2 separate regions of the Mus musculus genome follow, and region 1 is linked to region 2. The links are chromatin contacts, called in public Hi-C maps. All regions are on one chromosome and are shown on one strand. The core of a region is the stretch at or near the end of the contact, and the rest is flanking DNA. Distances in the headings are between cores, read along the strand shown. Region 1 overlaps Ramp1 (receptor (calcitonin) activity modifying protein 1). Region 2 overlaps Lrrfip1 (leucine rich repeat (in FLII) interacting protein 1).

Region 1 (2,700 bases), core at 18-2,517, 100 kb after region 2:
CTCTGCAGGCTGGTCTTAGCTATGGAAGTCTGAGAGGTCATCAAGGTTCAGGAGAGGAGCAAATATTTAAGCTACGACCAGCCATTAGCCAGAGGAGCCCCAGGCCTGGGTTTGGGCTGGAGTGTGTGGCATTATTGTACCCCACTCTCCTACAAGCTCGGTCTCAATCCCCAGAAATGTTAAGAACAAATTGCAGGCTCTCTGGACTGTAGCAGTCCCCTTGGCTGGGCATTTCTCTCTCTGGGAGCAGTGGAGGCTGTCCTGGGCTCTGCTCGGTGGCACTCCCTCTTAGCTCTGGGACCATTATCCCAGATGGCCATGTAGGAGTGGGGATTCCATCACAGCTCAGCAGTCATGCAGATGACATCACTTGTGGAGATGGATAACAGCAAACTCTGTTAACCGAGCAAGACCAGGGCCCTGTGAAGAAGAGGGATACCCTTCTCCAAGCAATGTGGCCCACAGATGTGTCAAACTACCCCTCTGAGAAACACATTCCCGATGTCTCCTCACCTCCACCCCCCACCCTCAGATCTTCCTTCTCCTGGGATCAAAGAGAGAGTCCCAGCTCTGACTGTACAGGGTGTGGGCTGCATTTCCCATAGGTTGGTGAGTTGAGGACTCACCACTGCAGACCAGGTGCTCACACAGAAACCAGGCTTCCCCAGGGATCCTCTGCCTAGGTCTGAAGGCTGTAGTGAGTGGTGCCCTCTGGTGGGCACTGGAATCTCAGCTGCCATTTTTATCATTGTTCTCTGGGCCTCTGAGTGCTTGCATGCATTGGGCATCCACAATGCAGCAGGGAGTCTCCTTCTTGCCACCCAGATCCTCCCAGAATTCCTTCTCCCATCTTTGTTCCAATTTTTGGCTTTGAGAAGAGAGAAGAGATGCCCAGTGGTGGTCAGCGAGTGTCGTGTGTGCACACGAGTGAGGGAAGTGACTTGAGACTGCAGAGGTACTATACCAGGCCTGTAGTGCTGTCGCTGGTTGCTGACCCCAGGGTCTTGGCAACCTCACCCGTGCTGCCATGTCTTGAACAACACCCTTGTACTGCCTGGGAAATGGCTTTGCTCCAAAGTCAGGAGCTCTGGACAACATCATCTTAAAATACTCATTTGCCAGCCACATGGTTAATGGAAGTCGCAGGCTGGCAGAGCATAGAGACTTCTTAACACTCAGCTCCCCTCTGCATGGCACAGCACAGCCAGGGATCACTTGTGGAGTGTCCTTCTTTTCCCTCCCCCCACTGCACATCCCACACCACTCCGTGCGACTATCAGAGAGACACAGCTGGCTCAGATCCCACTGGCGCTGCCCACGCTTCCCTAGCCTAGGAAAGTGTCAAAGTGCTTTAGTCCAACAACTAGCAAGGCTCCCTCATACATCTCCCAGAACCCAGGGAAAGGTGCCCTGGTGTCTGCTGCCTCCTACAGCACTGGGCATCTCCCTGGCTTGTCTGAATACCACCAATAAGCTGGGTGGGCTGCTTTTTCCTGCGCTGGAGTGGAGACCTTCTGTGCAGACTGACTGCCCGGGTAGCCCTAGCTGTTCACTCAATGTCTGACTGTGCTGGACTGAGCAAGACTTTCTGCAGTCCAGGCAGCAGCCTCTGCCCATGGCAGAAAGTCCCTGCCATCTGTTTTGGGGATCTTGAGTTCTGCCACCAAAGGCAGCAATCACTGCCCTGAAGGCCCCTTCCTGGCTGATGGGATGGTTTCAGGCCCCACAAGGAATGGAAGCATGTGCTTGCTGAGGGAAAGGGCCTCTTCATGAGAGAGGAGGTTTCAGAACTAGCTGTGTGCTAGGATGGTGTACATGCCCAGGAGGGAGGATTGTGAGTTTGATGCCAGCCTGGACTACATAATAAGACTCTGTCTCAGAATAATGATAAGTAGGGGAAGAAGGAGGAGGAGGGAAAGAAGTGACTTTTTATCAAAAGCTTTTCAATATCAAATGGTATTTTCTCCCTTGACAGGTTGAAGTGTGGTTTTATGACAGACTTTAATGTGTTCTGTACAGCTAGATGAAGCTTGTGGGCACTTTGCGGAGGCCTTCTGTGCCTCTCCTTCCTACCTACCTTCCTTCTCTTTCTCTCTTTCTCTCTTTCTCTCTTTCTTTCTTTCTTTCTTTCTTTCTTTCTTTCTTTCTTTCTTTCTTTCTTTCTTCCTTCCTTCCTTTCCTTTCCTTTCCTCTCTCTTTCTCTCTCTCTCTCTCTCTCTCTCTCTCTCTTTCTTTCTTAGGCAAGGTCTCATAAAGAAGACTGACTTGCAGAGATATATTTGCCCTGTATCTGGACGCTGGGATTAAAGGCGTGCAGCCCTATGCACAGGGCACTGTATATTATTTACATGTTAATTTGCTGCTCTAACTTACTTACTGGTTTTATAGTTGATGTTTTTGCTCTTGCTCTCTCTCTCTCTCTCTCTCTCTCTTTCTCTCTCTCTCTCTCTTTCTCTCCCTAGATTAGGCTCTTAAGAATCATGCCTGTTCCCCCACCCACCCCACCCCCTGTATAAGCCCTGGCTGTCCTGGACCTGTGTAGAACAGGGTGGCCTCCAGGTGGTGGGACTAAAGTCATGAACCACTTTATTTGGTGGGAGGGAAAGGAACGAGGACCCAGAAAACGGGTAGAGGTAGACAGAGAGGGAGCAGAGCCATGAGGGCAGAGAAGGAGGGGACAGAGAGGACAGAGAGGACAGA
Region 2 (2,700 bases), core at 126-2,625:
GACTGTAGGAAACAGGCACAGGTATGTGCCAGGTAACATTCTGATCAGCAGTGGGACACAGGGACTACAGTGGTCCCATGGAGTATATTACTTAGTGACATTGCAGCCATCATTTGCTTACTCTGTGATGTTTGCAGAACAACAAGCTCACCTATTTCCTCACCTGTTTCTCAGACTGCTGTCCTACTGCTAAGCAAAACATGACTGTGCAGGGTTTGGTATTTTTGTTTTTATAACACAATCAGGACTGTAATTGGCTTGAGGTAAGATATCAGCCAAGCTGGTTTTCTTAATGGAACTGGGAGTAGAATGAAGAAAAATTTTCACATGCTAATGAACTTGGGGCTGGTGAGATGAGATACTTGTTGGCTGCCTACTGGTCAACCTCCCTATCCCGGTCATCTAGCACCGACTTCTTTTCTCTGCTTAATTCTTTGTCTGCTTTCTTTCTGTCTGTTCCTTTCCTCAGGAAATCCGACAGCTGCAGCAGAAACAGGCGGGTTTTATCAGGGAGATTTCTGATCTTCAGGAAACGATAGAATGGAAAGACAAAAAGATAGGGGTAGGAGTCTCAAGCCTTCGCCAAACGCTTCCGGGGGGCGGGATGCTTAGCAAACGAGGCTCTTGCAGAAGCTTTGGTTTGGGAAAAAAAAATAATGTTTGCATGAGAGTGCCTGTGGCCCTCATGTGATGCAGCATGAATAGCCTGTTGGCTACCCCAGCTTATCCAGTTGGATGGCACCAGAGCTGGGTATTTGCAGTTGTCTCCCTCCCTGCTGCACCAGAGCAGCCTAGATGCAATGCAGGCCATGCAAGGAGAGGCTCTGGGTAGCTCAGTGTGGAGAATCAAACTCCAGAATTTCTCGAGGTCATGTGATGCTGTGGGTGGCAGGTACCACACCCCACAGGTTCCCATTGGATCTCTCTCCATCCTCAGCAGAGAGGAAGAGACAGCCCGACCACATATAGGAGTGATAAATAGGACCAAGTCACTGCTGACTCAGAGTAGCACATGGCACCTAAAAAACAGCAACTCATGTGGTAGGGTCCCAGTACAGGTCCAGAGGTGATCATAGAAGTGGTCACAGTATGGAGCCCCACCATTCTACTTTGACAAATTTATAAGCTTTGGCTAAGAGACTGTGTGTTTCTCTCTCTCTCTCTCTCTCTCTCACTCTCTCTCTCTCTGTGTGTGTGTGTGTGTGTGTATGCATGCACACATGTACAAACATACTTTTCCAGGACATTTTTTAGACAACAAATACACATAACCGATGTCTAAAAATAGCTTAGGGGCAAAGGACAGGGTTGCCCAGAAACGTGCAAGCACAAGGACCTGCATTTAATCACCAGACTAGACGTGGTGACACATATTTGTAACCCTGGCACTGGGGAGGAGGGAGAGCTAGAGATAAGGACATTCCTAAGGCTTGATGACCAACCAACATACACAGGGAACTCCAGGACAGTAAGAGACTGTCTCTAAAACAAAGATGATGGCATTTGATGAATAACACCTGGTCCTGTCCTCGGAGCTACACACAGAGACACATGGAGGCATAAACACAAACATAAACAGGAACATAAACACAAAAATGTCTAAAATTATTGACTAGGGTTCTGTAGCAGCCATTCTCGTTCTGCACTGATTGATCTCTCACTAAAAGGACTGTGTGATTCCTGTTAGCTCTCCAGCACCTTGTTGTAAGATGCAAACAGAGCTCACGCCAGGCAGTGATGGCACATACCTTTAATCCCAGCACTGTGGAGGCGAGCGCCAGGCCTGCCAGGGCCACACACTGAGACCCTATCACAAAAACAAACAACACCCCTCTCCAAAAGGAGAAAAGAGAAAAGAAGAGAAAGCCAAACTAAACAGTAGTGGGATATCCTGGGAGTGTGGCTCGGTGGTAGAGCACTTGCCTCCTATGTGGGAGGCCCTAGGTTCAGTCTGCAGCACTGCAATGAGAAAACAAAAGGCAGGAATGGAAGTTATGAAGCAGCCTTGCTCTATAGCATCCCTTGCTTAGAAACCCTAATGTGTGAACAGTAGTTGGTCTAGCCTGGGATAAACCCAACAGCTTTTTTTTTTCTCATTGGTGCCCTGGATGACAGTGCCTCCTAGACCCTGCTTCTTACTTATCTTGCTATCTGTGCTAATCTCTCCCTCTCTTCATCTCTCTCTCCGCGCCCGCCCCCCCCCCCCGCGCTGACCCCCCTCTTTCTCCTCTGTTGCACGCTCAGGCATTAGAAAGACAGAAAGAGTTCTTTGATTCCATAAGGAGCGAACGAGATGACCTTAGAGAAGAAACAGTCAAGCTGAAGGAGGAGTTGAAGGTACGAAACCGAAGCGCAGCTTAAGAACAGCTCCACGGTGACAACTTCCATGGGCACTGGCTCTGTGTTTCATCACTGTCATGTTAATAAAGTCGAGCTTTCGGTTAACTATCCCTAGGAAGTAGGTGTGCCAGTGCCCATATGTGCTTCTGCCAGAACCATCAGGTCTTTCCAAGCTGAACAGGTCTGCAAAGTAGCTCAGATTTCTAGCTCTGAATTTGGTATTCGTCTAAATATTTTTTTAACCCTCATTAGAATGTATGTAGTTCCTTGTTTAAGCCTCTTGTCGAGGACTTCCTTAGCTGAACAATAAGTGGAGGGATCCCACATTCCCACCAGATCATAGAAAGGACAAGTTTTGCA

Evidence for each region. Hi-C and Micro-C count contacts between places; a contact is called where the count stands out from the background.
Region 1: a Hi-C map of Sertoli cells shows a contact between it and region 2, with 3 times the contacts expected there. The contact joins two enhancer-like sites. A contact is called at or near these places in 1 of 15 datasets of contacts at CTCF or cohesin (the NIH/3T3 cell line), 13 of 484 Hi-C or Micro-C datasets (the AML12 cell line, the N1E-115 cell line, Sertoli cells and 9 more), 5 of 115 datasets of contacts at active chromatin or transcription factors (the 230-238 cell line, the HPC-7 cell line, embryonic stem cells and 2 more) and 2 of 9 other capture datasets (adipose tissue and liver).

What each region holds. Positions count from the first base shown.
Region 1 is chr1:91,210,629-91,213,328 of GRCm38.p6, forward strand. The region is part of intron 2 of Ramp1 (receptor (calcitonin) activity modifying protein 1); the gene reads left to right. Among named protein-coding and RNA genes, the nearest start is that of Ramp1, 32 kb to the left of the region's middle. Within about 2 kb of position 1,268, at least 68 of the 459 cell types and tissues checked have an H3K27ac peak or open chromatin away from gene starts, as enhancers often do. A contact at or near this core is called in Sertoli cells, where this site is marked.
Region 2 is chr1:91,108,111-91,110,810 of GRCm38.p6, forward strand. Lrrfip1 (leucine rich repeat (in FLII) interacting protein 1) reads left to right here. Exons shown (of 25, transcript NM_001310732.1): 18 at 470-562; 19 at 2,245-2,337. Among named protein-coding and RNA genes, the nearest start is that of Rbm44, 36 kb to the right of the region's middle. Within about 2 kb of position 1,376, at least 22 of the 459 cell types and tissues checked have an H3K27ac peak or open chromatin away from gene starts, as enhancers often do. A contact at or near this core is called in Sertoli cells, where this site is marked.